Linked DNA regions of Mus musculus: all the other regions are linked to region 1. A link is a contact called in public HiChIP or PLAC-seq data. All regions are on one chromosome and are shown on one strand. The core of a region is the stretch at or near the end of the contact, and the rest is flanking DNA. Distances in the headings are between cores, read along the strand shown.

Region 1 (4,633 bases), core at 685-3,184:
TACAGGTTATAAACAATGTTCCAGGAACTCCAGGGCCCTCCTGCCAGGAGATCTCAACAGACCACCCACCAAACCTCCTTTCAAAAGGGCGAGGTAGGAGGCACAGCCAGTCTGACTGGAAATGAAAGCCCCCACCTGTTCTTTGCTGCTGGAGGTGAATGTCTAAGAACCTACTTGTCATAGATTCCCACGAGGGCAACTCCCAACGTGCCAGGTGCCAACTGGCAGCAGAACCTTCTGGATGAACTGGTATTGGGCAACACAGGGGGCCTCCCAGCCTACAGCATGTCATCCACGAGGCATTTCCTGAGTCTTTGGTACCAACAGTATCAACAGAGCAGAATCCCAGAGAGTAGACAAGCACGGACCCTCACATGCATGAGGACTGGAGCCAGACAGCTTCTCTCAGGGTATTAGGGAGAAGGGTTTTGGACTCAGAGACAAACCCAAGGATGAGAGCCGTGGGGTCCTGCATTGTCTCAGCTAAGCACTTAAGAGACAGATCAGGGCATTAAGAAGCGGGAGTCAAGATTCCCGTGAGAATTTTTATGAGAAAGATTTTAACCTACATTTATTCTTTAGGTATTTGGTGGTGGGGGGGGGGGGGAGTCCTACAAAAAGAACGCATCATAAAACATGTCAGATGTTCTGGTCTCAACTTTCTGAGTCGAAGGCAAACAAAGGTTGTGACATGATTAGATCAGAACATGCTGACACACGTGTGTTCTGTGTAGACACAGAAGAAATGGTGCTGAACTTTAAAACCCTAAACAAAACAAAGCCTGAAAAAGGAAAAAAAAAAAATCCAGCTGTTTGGTCTCAGTGAATTTGCAAACAGCAAAGGCTACTTCTAAGTACAGTGTCTGTCGGTCTGTCTGCCCTCATGCTACACACCAGGAGGGGTGAGAACCCCATATCTGTGGATTCAAGCAACCTCAGATCAAAATTATTCATGTTCCATATGCATTGAGCATGTTGAGACAGCTTCCCCATCGCCGTTCAGTAAACAATGTCGTCTAAGGACATTGCACTGCATTACGTGTTTTATTAAGTAGCCTGCACATGGTTCAAAGTGTGGGGGAGGGTAAGACCCGACTATGTGGGAACAGTGAGCACAGCACGTGGTGTGAGGCACTTGACCACCCCCTTGGGTATCTGAGGGGCTCCTGATGCCACTCTTCTGAGGATGCTGAGGGGTGACTATCACAGCGGGGGTGTGGTAGCCTGCACATTTCCTTCCCAGCATGCCTCACTGTTTGCACTTAACCATATTCCATTAACTGCAGGTGTCCCTCTCCCCGTCTTGCCTTCATGAACCCAAGGCTCCAGTAGGGCAGACTCTGTGTTCTTTGCTCTTTTAACCCTCATCACAAGGCTAGCAGCTGACATACGTCAGGCGCGTGCATGGATTTGTCAATCAATCAATCAATCTATTTATTTATTTATTTATAATCCATTACCTTGGCTGCAACGAACTCTTGTGTTTATAGTCTCAGGAGGGAAGAAAAGCACAGAAAAGATAAACCTGTGCTACCTACCAACACACTCAGTGCCTGCCTGCCTGCCTGCCTGCCTGCCTGCCTGCCTGGCTGATTGACTCAGGCTGCTCAAAGACTCTAGCAGGTACTTTCAAGTGAGAAGGCCCTAAAAGGTACTGGTAGCCACCTCCCCCAGCCCCATCCCCACCCCTCTCAAAACAGTAATGACTGAGGAGTATAGAAAAACAGCTGGCAGAACTGCTGGACAAGAGCTCAGAAGTTTCTCAATGATCAGCCCAGACAATGGCTCCTCTGTGGCGGTCACCTGACTATCTATCAGTCAGCCCATCCGTGCAAACAAGAACAATGATAACCTTTCTTCAAAGACTACAGTGGGGACCCTTCAGTTAATGAAGGCAAATCACTCAGCAGGGCTGAGGCTCTCCTAGTGAATGGGACTCCCATTGTAGCTCAAAGCCCTCCCCTGGCCCTGGAACCCTTGCACCTCCTCCGGCCCCACTTGAAAGGAGGGGGGTACATCCTAGACAAAGGAGAAATTGAAGAATGATTCCGCTCCCATTGAGAGGAGGGGACTCTTAGGGTCAAATGACAAGGAGAGATTGGGGGGCGGGGTGTCCAATGGATCAGAATGAAATTCCCTGCCTGTGTTGTTCTTCAAGAGCCCGGGCAGAAAATAGAACAAGATACCCAACAGAGTGACCTAACGTGTTCTGTCTCAAGTCAAAGCCCTGCTGCAGAAAGGCCAGGATGCATGGACACCAAAACCAAGGTTTGCGCTGGCGAGGCAGTCAGCAAGAAACAGAAGAGAGCAACAGAGAAGCAGACTTAGGGAATTAAACAGCATTCGTCCAAATAACTGAGCAAAAAGACCCGTCAGAGTTACCAACTTCTTCAATGGGGCAGATTTCACACACCTGTCACCAGATGAGGCGTGCACACTTCATAGACATTAAGAGGGCGAGTTTAGAAGATCAAAAATCAATTACGACAAGTGGCTCAATGGCTTCTCCTTGTCTGTTTCAGAGACATAAGCTCCAATGTCTTATAAGAAAAAAAATCAAAGCACAGAAGTTTAAGGGGTGTGGATACTGGAGTTCGAGAGGTGGTGCCTCACCTGAGCTTGCTTGTTAATAAAAATAAATACTTTTGATTAGGATATTCTAACAGGAGCAAAGTGAAAATTTTCATCTCATATTTTCTTCCCACACAGAATGAAGATTTGGCTAAATTAAAAACTATAACAGACCTAGCCCGTGCCATTGGTGAAAACTGGGTTCAGGTCTTAGTCCTCACTCACCCAGCTATTACAGACAAAAACAAAACTGTAACAGCCAGAGAGATGGGCAAGTAGGGATGAAATTAGCAGATATGACGGTTTTAACAAACTCTAGAAATTGGTGTTTAAGACCGCTTTCAAAATGTAAATCTCCTTCTAACTATCTGAATGATGATACAAATCTATTTACAAAGAATGCAAACACACCTTGGGCAGAATTATAGCTCAGAATTCGGTGGAGGGCTCAGCTGTCACTCAGCTGAGACTTCCCAGGGCAGCTCTGTCTGGACCCTAACATTTAACATCTATCTAATTCGACAGCAAATGTGTCACGGGTGCGGTACCCCTACATTATGAGGACGTCTCCCTACATTGGCTACAACGTGTTGCTTGTACACGGGTTGTTTTTCCCCTTTGGCAGAAATGGACCCAAAGTACACAAAGCTGTTTGTAATTTAGCAAGTGTTCAAGATTACAGATTGTCAACACAGTACAGCACACAACCTGCTGCTTGCTCTCGGGGTCAGACAAAAGCCTCCTTCTTTAGGAGAGCAAGTGTTCGGCTACTTCCTCACTGAAACTTGGCCTTCCTCAAACACACCATATAGTTGCAGCCATCAAACTATGACAGAGTGAGACCTCCAGTCTCCACAAAGATCTGTGGGAGAGCTGCAATTCCCTATACTATGGACAGGGGGTAGGAGTGTGAGTTTCCTTTACACAATAGTTTCAGCCCTATCCAGAGAGATTTATGTAAGCGCATTTCCACAAAGGTTCAAATAAATTTTTTGCATGACCTGCCAAGTGAAGCCTTTTTGGAAATCTGTATGAGCCAGAACCAGGGGACGCTACAGAATCTCTGTCAGGTCCTGTTCAGGAGTAAGCCTTGAGGTGAATATTCCCCAAAAGTCACTTGCTTCTACTCACCAGGGCATGAAAAGATGACACGGAGAAGATCCCGAGGCGGCCCATGGCCACCTTCGTGGGCCGGCTCGCAAAAGCAAGCAGCCTTTTGGGGTTTGGCAGCTCCCCGCCCTGGAGGCTGGCGAGGTAACAGCGGAATCGGAACAGGTCCATCTGGAACTGTTCGAGGTTCTGCTCCCAAACGAAGATCTACAGTCGTGGGGGGGGGGGGGGAGGAGACAGGGGGAGAGAAAAGGGTCAGGGAAGGTAAGAGCAAACGTTAGCCACCGTCTTCTCCAAGAGCCTTGCAGATCTGTTTATCGTAAGGCACAATTATAATCCCAGAGGGTAAACAACGGGGGGGGGGGTGTCTCTTAGGGTGCATGCGCTCTTGTTTACAAAGACCTGTAACCATAAACTCAGTATCAGAAACAAAGTACATTGTTAGTTACTGGTGCTCTCCTAGCCAAGATGTCATGGGTCATGGAGAGTGTGTGTGTGTGTGTGTGTGTGTGTGTGTGTGTGTGTGTAATTTCTGACCACTAACCTAAGATGGAAGGAATGAAAATGGAGGGATTCCCAGTACCAGGGAACTTTCATGTGGGCTAAGAGAGAGCTTTTACCAAGGAAAGAAAAGAAAAAGAAAGTCAGTTAAAGGTCAAAAGCAAATAAACTAAAGGCTTTGGTAAACACGGTAAGCACGGGGTGGTAAGAAAGGGTTGGAGGTAGGAAGCTGTCAGTGGTGGAGACCCAGATACTGGGTAAGGGGTCCCACCCACAGCTAGTGCCCACACACGTGTCTCTGTCACTCAAAGTGGCAAGATATCCTCTAGCTACTGATATGACATTCAAGCAAGATCACAGAGGGGTGAGGTGCATTCAAGAATAACACGCTGACACAGACTGTAAGCTCCTGGGGCTGGAGAGATGACTCAGCAGCTAAACGCTCTTGTTG
Region 2 (4,633 bases), core at 1,560-4,059, 430 kb after region 1:
CCAGATTCCCAGTGAGTTCAAGTACAGAGCATCGTCCAGTATCTTCTACACTGCATTGTTTTATACCCAAATCACAACAGATTCCCGGTTTTATTTTCAGGTTTACCCGTTCTCTATCACTTCATGTCTCCTCTCTCACTCTCCATTTTCCAAATCCATTTGCTTCCGCGAGAGCTGTCACCCGCAGAACAACTGACATTGCATTAGAAATTTCAGGAGTTAGTTGATCTCTAGACTTCTACCCTTGCCTTTCAAGACCCTCGTCATCTGCCATCGCTCAAAAGGTGGGGCAGGCTAGAAGGCCTCCGTGTGTTAAGGAGGAAGCTTTCAGTGGCATGAGCGGTTGGGATTTTAGGGAATGTTTGTTTTCATATTTTTTTTTCCAAAACTATACAGAAACCTTACACAAGGCATGTAGAATGTGTGTGTGTGTGTGTGTGTGTGTGTGTGTGTGTGTGTGTGTTGCAGGGACATGACACATATGGAGGTTAGAGGACAACTTTGTGGTGTCAATCCTGCCCCAAGTTCTAGGGTTCAAACTCAAGCCTTTCCCCACTGAGACATCTCACTGGCCCCCATGATACAAGATTTAAAAGGAATCCTAGTGCCATCTGGGTCAAAGGTACATACATATATGCAGTCTATCAGCCCAGCAGATATGCACAGCAGATATGCACATGTCTACAAGCAAAAAAGAGAGAAGAGAAAACGATGACTGAAAGGCAGATCTAAAGGAGTTACAGTTGAACAAATGAATAAGTGCAGCCCCTCAGTATCACCAAGTATGACAGAGCCTGAGGCTACTTGAGTGCTTTACCCAGAGTGCCACGCTATGTGCATGCAACCTAGTGCAGTCAGTACTGGGCAAGTAGCTGTTATCCTGCATCATTCAGGGAATCATGAGAAGAAAATGGCCATATATTTTCTTTCTAAATGTGTCTGATCTGTGGTGGTTAAACCTCAAAATACAGAGGGCTGATTGTAAAGAGGCCGTTGTCTAAGCAGCCAACATGAATCGCTATGGTTCTCTAGTAAGAACACACATGCCACCTGCCGAGTCACCACTCAACACTTGCTGTGGGTATTGCCCGACAATGCTAATATTCCAGTCTTTGTCCTTGAAAACCCAAGCTCACTAGAAGCAGCACTCTGTCAACTGAACTATGTCTCCAGGCCAGGCTCAGCTTTACACACTTCTGCTCACACTCAGTTCACGATGCTAATGTGTCAACCACCACCGTTACAAGGCGTGACAAGGCAAGGCGCCCCATAGCTTCCCCTAACTTTGAGATAATACCCACAAGAGGTTGGGATAGTAAGAGAAACCACTGAACAGGACAGAAGGAGACACACAATGAAAGATTTAGAAACAGTGGTTTTCTGTCTTTGGCTCCCACTCCTCTCATTGGGAGTGAGGCCAGGACTTGCTTTGGCTTGGATTTGAAATGTCCCTTCTAGGCACCTGGTTGAAGTCTCCTCGCTCCCCAGTTGGTGGTACTCTTTTGCCCTCTGTGCTTCTCATTTTGGGCAGTGCCTTGTGTTGAGCCCATGGCTTCCTTTACACACTGGGTCACCTCTGCAGCCCCTGGTGGCACTCTTTGGGGAGGTGGTAGACGCCTTTAGGAGGAAGTAGGCCACTGAGAGAGTGGAGTCAGTCCTCTGTTTTGTCCTAGCTGCTTCCTGCCACTTTTGCTTCAAGAAATGAGTAGCTTGGCTCTCCATCATGATGAACCACCACCTCACTGTAGGCCCACAGCGATGGGGCTGAAGAACTGTACACCAAAATTTCTGAAACCATAAGGCAAAAATCAACCCACCTCTTAAGTGACTTGTCATGGCCACGTAAAGAAGAAACAACAAAGGAATGTGGGATTTCTTCTAGTCCAAGGTTCGGCTTTTATTTGGCCATAGTTTCCATTTAAAAACAGTATTTATTTATTATTTTTATTTTCCTGAGATGGGATAATTCTGGGGGATTGGCTCTCTCCTTCCACTCTTTTGGTCCCAGCTGTGGAACGCAGGTGTCAGGCTTGTCAGCAAAGCACCCTTCTTTGCTGAGCCAGTCTTGCCGGTCTACACCTCTTCTGTCACCTAATATCCATGAAGTTTCAAAAATTAATCTCGCCGGGCATGGTGGCACACGCCTTTAATCCCAGCACTTGGGAGGCAGAGGCAGGCGGATTTCTGAGTTCCAGGCCAGCCTGGTCTACAAAGTGAGTTCCAGGACAGCCAGGGCTACACAGAGAAACCCTGTCTCGAAAAACCAAAACCAAAACCAAAACCAAAACCAAAACAAAAACAAAAATAAATTAATCTCATCCCAAAAGGTGGCCCAAGATTTCTCCAAGTGATCTTTAACAATATAACTGATGTGTTTTAAAAAACCAAGAAAGTGTCTTGTAGAGAGAACTCAGTATGGTAGCCTAGGAGGGAGAACCTCAGAGGGCCCGTGCTGAGGCATCCCTCCTCCCTCCCAAGGTACCAGCCACACAACAGGTGTACTATAGAATCGTTTATTTACATTTATTTAAGGGCAGAGGAGAAGGTATTGAGAAAGGAGTAGAGGCAGGGAGAGAGAGGGGGCAGAGAAGGACACATGCAGAGAGAACGGGGTGGGGAGGTGGGGTGGGGGAGAGGGGAGCCGGCCAGGAAGACATGAAGGCGGGGAAGGAGGGAGGGAAGAGGGAGAAAGAGGTCAGAGAGAGAGAGAAGAGAGGCCAAACAGTCCCTTTTATAGCAAGCCAGACCTACCTGGCTGTTGCTAGATAACTGTTGGGCGGAGCCTAACAGGAATGCTAACCGGAACCCCTTTGCCAGTGACTTGTTCAGAAAATTAGACATCGCATAGTTCACGCTGTTCCTCTGAGCACAGACCTTGGCTCAGGAATGGGTATCTGCTACATTTGGTCTAAAGAGCAACAAGATCACCTACTCCGTGGGTCCCGGGAAAACCTTGTTCCTATTCTAGAGAGCCTGTGAGAGACATCAGCAGCGCATTCCGCGCGTGGTATTTGCCAGCATCTGGACACCTGTGAGAATGAAGCTGCCACAGGATAGTGGGGAGACACCGCACTAAGGACACCAGAGTCGATCCACTGTTCTAAGGCAACTCCGAAGCCTGATTTAATTGCAAATCTGCAATTATGAGAGCCAGTGCAATTGTGGTTGCTCACACAGGCTTGAATTGTTTATTTTTCTGGGTTTTGTCATTGAGGATATCTTGATTGAACCAATGTAGAATCACCTATGAATATTTATAGATTTCCTCCGCTGAAAAAAAATAAGCCAATTAAAAGTTAAGAAGGCAGGTTTATTTGGGAATGGGTGCCCGGGAAAGTTCCTCAGTCAGTCTTAGAGACGAAAGCAGAAAAAGTCACAAGCGGACTATGGCGTGGAAGTTTATTTTTCTAGACTGTAGGTAAAGGAAAATGACTTGTTTGCCACTTGCTGGGCTTATGGGGTGGGGTGGCTCCAGGTGGCTGGTGACTTCAGGTGAAGGGGGCTGGGACAGGTTTCAAGAATGTCAGGAATGTGGGATCTGGATTTTTGTCACCTTTTCTGTTAGGAGGCTTTCTGGGTGCGAGGGGCTGAAGAGGGGGAGGAACGAGATTCCCTGGGCCCTGTTGGGGTGGGGTGCAAGCTGGGGGCTCCAACTCTTATTGATATTCTCCAAAACTGGAGTTCCTTTATAGTAACCGATGTTGTCTTGTACAAAGAAAGCAGCGTGAATATGGATTAGATGACATCATGACAATTATAGATACTGATATAAAATAAATTAGTAGTAATTGATGAAGGAATGAAATATAGTTTTTTAGTGTAAGAGAGGAACTTTAACTTAAGGCAGTATATTAATACTTCATTTCATATCATTTATATGAACAAGGTACTAAGAAATATTAAGAAATGCTTGTACAAGTGAAAGACAAGCGGCCTCTCCACCTTTCTCTCCCTTTGAGCTGCTGTACTATGATGATGATGATGATGGTGGTGGTGAGGAGGAGGAGGCAGCGGCCATGGCGGTGGCTGCAAGGAAGCCCCTGGGGAACTGATTTGTAATACAACTTTAGGTAACACGAATCTGTTTTTCTTGATATTAAGCTTCTAGTGCAACAATTTTTATTATCTTTTTAAAAATATATTTATTTATTGTACATATATGAGTACACTGTAGCTGTCTTCACATACCCCAGAAAAGGGCATCAGAATCCATTACAGGTGGTTGTGAGCCATGTGGTTGCTGGGAATTGAACTCAGGACCTCTGGAAGAGCAGTCAGTGCTCTTAACTGATGAGCAAACAATTTTTATTATCAAATTATTTCACACCTGTCAAAAAAAAATCATAAAAGCCAGGGGAATGAAGAGACAGCAGTTTGTTTGTTTTTTAACATTTAAAAAAAGATTTATTTATTTATTTATTATATGTAAATACACTGTAGCTGTCTCCAGACTCTCCAGAGGAGGGCATCAGATTTCATTACAGGTGGTTGTGAGTCACCATGTGGTTGCTGGGATTTGAACTCAGGACCTTCAGAAGAGCAGTCAGTGCTCTTACCTGCTGAGCCATCTCACCAGCCCTGAGACAGCTTTTATATTCATCTATGTGGTGGTCAGCTTTCTGGTACTGTCGTA
Region 3 (4,633 bases), core at 681-3,180, 300 kb after region 1:
CATGGAGTCCCCCTCCCCCAGCAGCCCTGGCTTCCACAAGAGTGGGAGCCGGCCGGTTGAGTGACGTTCTCACCCCTCATCAAAAAAGCTTCTGTTTGCAGGAGATGGAGGCTACTACAGAGACCCAAGCCGGTCAATGATCACAGTATCCATCACCAGCTAACAAACCTCTAACACAGCCTGTTCTGAGACCAGGGGACATCATAGAAGAAGGGTCAGAGAGACTGTAAAGGCCAGAGGACCAGGACATTGGCTGGAGGCTGTCTTCCATGTAGGAACAGAAAGCTCTACCTAAGACATCTCAACAGTATGGTCACCTAAACAAAGCCCTGCATAGTGATCACATAGTTGACAGTCAAGGTGGATGGAGAAAATCTCACATGGCTTTCCCCTGGATGAAGAGCTACAGAGAGCTTAGAAAGGAAAACCAGTCAAGGCCAGGTCCTCGGAGGGGTTGTGTACTCCCAAGAGAGCAGCTGTAACTATTTACCCAGAACAACAACTGAACGGACTCCGGGGTGTGTGTTGGGAGAGAAACAATAATAATTATATAGAAGAATAGGTCATGAGGCCAACAAGGGGAGAAGGAGGGTGGAAATTATGTAAATACAGTACTTGTGGAATTCTGAAAAACAAACTCAGGACTTTGTGAGCATCCATTATAGCTCAGCCTGAGGGGCTGGGTGCACTTTAGGGAAAGAAGGAGGCTAGCGATTGCAGTGCACAGAGGCTAGCCCAACCACGGCACGAGTGTGCAAGGAGGACTGTCGTGGAAGAAGACAAAGGAGGTTCGGTCTGTCGCCAGGACTTGCTTTTTCCCTCTGTAGGACACAGTCTCTCCATTCTGCTAGTGCTAGAAGCCTGTTGTCCACAGACAGCTCCCCTAAGTGGCGTTGCTGGAGTCCTCACCACAGCCATCATCACTGGACCACACAGTCTGGCACATGACCCACTCACTCCAGGGCACTCCAGGGGCAAGTGCATAAACTAGGTCATTCTGAATTTCCCCTCCAGTTTTGCTGTGTAACCCAAGGACTGAAGGACATTCATTCTTGTCTTCAAATGACACCATCTCAGACTTCCCGAGGAAAGATCTGGCCAGATAACAGATCCCACAGCAGTGGGGATCTCAGAGGAAAGGGGCTCGAAGAGAATCACTTGGAATCCTGAATCCAGCTCTACCTGCAGTAGTTTCCACCCATCCATATGCTGCGGTTGCAAAGAGCCAATACATCTTCTTTTATCCCATACAGTGTTTTGAAATGTGTTTCTCTTGGTGCCAACATGAGTATTAACAAAGGCAAGGTGTGGGCTGGAGAGATAGCGTGGGTCGTTAAGAGCACAGACTGCTCTGCTCTTGCACAAGACCCACACTGGGTGGCTCACAATCACCTATAACTGGAGGATCCAACGCCTCTGACCTCTGCTGGCACTACGCATGCACGTGCGTGCACACGTGCGTGCACACACGCACTTAAAAAAAAAAATAAAAATCTTCTACTGGGCACAGTGGCACATGACTTTAATCCCAGCACTCAGGAGGCAGAGGCTTGTGGATCTCCGAGAGTTCAAGGCCAGCCTGGTCTACAATGTAGTTCCAGGACAGCCAATGCTATACAGAGAAACCCTGTCTCAAAAAACAAAACAAAACACCCCCCCCCCCAAAAAAAAACCTTTAGGGATAAAAAAGAAGATGCATTAGAAAATGGAGCAAGGTTAAACAGGAGGGTGGTGGCTGAGGACCCCAAGGTCAGGCTGAATCATCTGCTTCTTAAATCCTTTCTGGGACTGGTTGGCCACAGGTGGAAGACAAAGGAGTAAAGGGGTGGGGGTGGGGGAGACAATGGAGGGCGCAACAAAGAGAAACAATGTAAGAACAGGAGAGAGTAAGCAGGGAGAGAAGACGCTGGAACAAAAGGAGAAACAACCAGGGGCCCTCCCTTCTCTGGGCTCCATCTGTTCTTCCCATACCCCTGAGCAGGGCCAGCTAAACTACACAACCCAGTACAGAATCAAAACGCAAGGTCCCGTGTTCAAACCTCACAGGTTTCAAACAGGATGGCATAGACCTGTGATCCCAGCACGGTACAGATATTTTTTGTTGTTGGTGGTGGTGTTTTTATTTGTTTGTTTGTTTGTTTGTTTGTTTATTATAAGTACACTGTAGCTGTCTTCAGACACACCAGAAGAGGGCATCAGATCCCATTACAGATGGTTGTGAGCCACCATGTGGTTGACTGGGATTTGAACTCAAGACCTCTGAAGAGCAGCCAGCGCTCTTAACCGCTGAGCCACCTCTCCAGCCCATATACAGGTTACTGTAGGAAGATTGTGAGCTTGAGGTCACAGTAGGCTTCATCATGAGACAGTGTCCCAAGAAAACAATACTTATGATAACAAAGAATCCAAGGTGGTGATGGCACCGTATTAAACACAGGTGCCACTGCGGGACCCTGTGCAACTGCTCTGGTCACATGATCATGAAGCCTGCGCAGTCCTCAGAGAAAGATGAACTACTCCGATTTTCCAGGGTTCTGTGTCAGGTGTTCCAAGCACAGACGAACGTTATTCAATCTCACGAAGGGAGGCACAGTTCACTCCCCAGCCCAGCCCAGCAGCTCTGAGAAGCCCTGCTGCAGAAAGAGAATTCATTTCACTTCATTGAAACCAACACTTCTCAGATTTGTTTGACCACAGTAATATCGTTTAATCTAGTTCTCCGTACTGAGGCCCCCACATGAGCACTGTGGAAAACACTCCAGTTGTGAGGTTTCTGGAGCCAGAAGGGGCAGTAGCCATCATTCACAGCTCTCTCTCCCCTGAGGTCTGTCAGCAAATCCACTCTGCTTGGCCTCCACGATGACACTGGCCTCTTTGTGCCCCCTTTGATGGGGGCAGAGGACTGGGAGGGACAGGGGACAACGTGGCTGAGGCTGCACAAACCGAGGAGTTCCAGAAGATGGGACATCAAGTCTCCTGGACACCCCTACACCCAGGCACAGACAAACCTTTGTTTAACCTGATACGCTCCAATTTCTTTCCTCCTCACCAGCTTCTAACAGATCCAGGGAGGGGGCTTTGGTGTCAAGTGCTGGAGAGGGATTCCTTAGTTACCGTGGTGGTAGAACGTGTGACTCTCTTAGATTTTATCTAAGATAGACAATGTATCCCACAGAAGTTCTGTCAGAACCAGGAGTAGCATTTAATCAGAACCAGGGAGTACCCAGAATGCTTATCTAGCTTTTAGTTTTGCTAAGAAGAACAAAGCTTAATGCAAATAAAATAAAATAAAATAAAATAAAATCCTGGAGCAGTGTTTTCCTTTCTTTCCGAACTGGGGCATTTTGCATAAACGCCCAGTGTTGACTCCCTCTCCCTCCTCCAGCTTCAATGTATTAGACAAGTCACTGTATTCTTTCTGTACCTTTACTTTCTCACCTGTAAAATGGGAGAGTTGACAGAAACAAAGACTCCTCTGGAAGTAAGAAAATGCGTAAAGGGCAGGGGAGCTGACTTAGCAGTTGAGTGATTGATTACTCTTCTTGCAGAGGACTCGAGTTTGGTTCCCAGCATCGACCTATGACTTTAGCTCTGGACTCCTCAGGCATCTGGGCTTATGTATGTGTGAGAGGCCGCACTGCGAGCACACACACACACACACACACACACACACTTTAAAATAAAAGTAAATTCTAAAAGAAAGACAAAGAAAATGTGTGAAAACGCCATCTGAAAACTGAGCCCTGACAGTGCTGTAATCCCAGTACTTGAGGCGTGAAAGCAAAAGATTCAGGAGGTGTTAGTCCAGTAGTCCAGCCTGGGCTGCACAAAATCCTGTGTAAAAAGCCAAAGGCCAAACCGAATGAACAATAACAAAACCCCAAGAGCCACATTTCCAGCAAGACGTGAACAAATGCTTTCAAAATCATAAAGAACAAAGACTGTGAAAGTACTGGGCAGGAGTCCACTCCGCTGTCTCCGTTTTGGAAACATATCTAGGGTCCTAAAGGAACAGCGTCTAACGTGCCTCTCAGAGTGCACTGCTGACACCTGCTGGCATATACTGGTATTACAAGGGTGCTAAGCTTGGAAATCCCTTTTTGTGATGAACAGGAGAAAACTGGACCGATTTTCATGCACATTGTGTTCCTCGGGACCAGGAATTTGGACATCACCGGGACCTTGTGGAAATGTACATATAGTCTCTGCGTTCTAATGAGACCTTCCCTGGAGCTCTCAGAGCAGACTCTAGTAATCTGTGACTTTTAAGTTGGGTGGTACAATGGTGAATTCTTATCATGCCAGCACTTGGGAAGCAGAGGTAGGAGGGCCACAAGTTCAAGGCCAGTCAAGGAAACAAATGGATATATGACCTCAAAAATAAACGTTTAAGAAAGAAAGAACAGACAAATCTTCTAGCTGGAAATGGTGGCATAGGAGGATCAGGAATTGGATGTTCAAGGCCAACCTCAGCTACTTAGCAAACCTAAGGCCAGCCTGGACTACATGACAGCTATGTCTCTAAAATAGATGTGTTTGGACTACAGAAAGTGACTAGGTGTGGAAAGAAGAAGGTACATCACAGAAAGGATTTCAAGACCTCTCAAAGGGTTCTACTGTGCCGGCCCAAGCC

The links. HiChIP or PLAC-seq counts read pairs in DNA pulled down with a chosen protein or histone mark.
Region 2: an H3K27ac HiChIP or PLAC-seq map of embryonic stem cells shows a contact between it and region 1, with 4 times the contacts expected there. The contact joins two enhancer-like sites. A contact is called at or near these places in 3 of 39 promoter capture datasets (HPC-7-derived erythroid cells, hematopoietic stem and progenitor cells and pre-B cells), 1 of 484 Hi-C or Micro-C datasets (embryonic stem cells), 2 of 115 datasets of contacts at active chromatin or transcription factors (both in embryonic stem cells) and 1 of 9 other capture datasets (liver).
Region 3: a contact with region 1 is called in an H3K27ac HiChIP or PLAC-seq map of embryonic stem cells, with 4 times the contacts expected there. The contact joins two enhancer-like sites. A contact is called at or near these places in 16 of 484 Hi-C or Micro-C datasets (B cells, the N1E-115 cell line, bone marrow-derived macrophages and 11 more), 17 of 115 datasets of contacts at active chromatin or transcription factors (the HPC-7 cell line, bone marrow-derived macrophages, embryonic basal ganglia and 7 more) and 2 of 9 other capture datasets (adipose tissue and liver).

What each region holds. Positions count from the first base shown.
Region 1 is chr16:89,861,532-89,866,164 of GRCm38.p6, forward strand. It overlaps Tiam1 (T cell lymphoma invasion and metastasis 1), which reads right to left. Exons shown (of 28, transcript NM_009384.3): 8 at 3,703-3,888. Among named protein-coding and RNA genes, the nearest start is that of Gm52239, 69 kb to the left of the region's middle. Within about 2 kb of position 1,935, at least 28 of the 459 cell types and tissues checked have an H3K27ac peak or open chromatin away from gene starts, as enhancers often do. A contact at or near this core is called in embryonic stem cells, where this site is marked.
Region 2 is chr16:90,288,387-90,293,019 of GRCm38.p6, forward strand. No RefSeq gene overlaps it. Among named protein-coding and RNA genes, the nearest start is that of Scaf4, 6.2 kb to the left of the region's middle. Within about 2 kb of position 2,810, at least 11 of the 459 cell types and tissues checked have an H3K27ac peak or open chromatin away from gene starts, as enhancers often do. A contact at or near this core is called in embryonic stem cells, where this site is marked.
Region 3 is chr16:90,163,826-90,168,458 of GRCm38.p6, forward strand. No RefSeq gene overlaps it. Among named protein-coding and RNA genes, the nearest start is that of Gm10789, 24 kb to the left of the region's middle. Within about 2 kb of position 1,931, at least 9 of the 459 cell types and tissues checked have an H3K27ac peak or open chromatin away from gene starts, as enhancers often do. A contact at or near this core is called in embryonic stem cells, where this site is marked.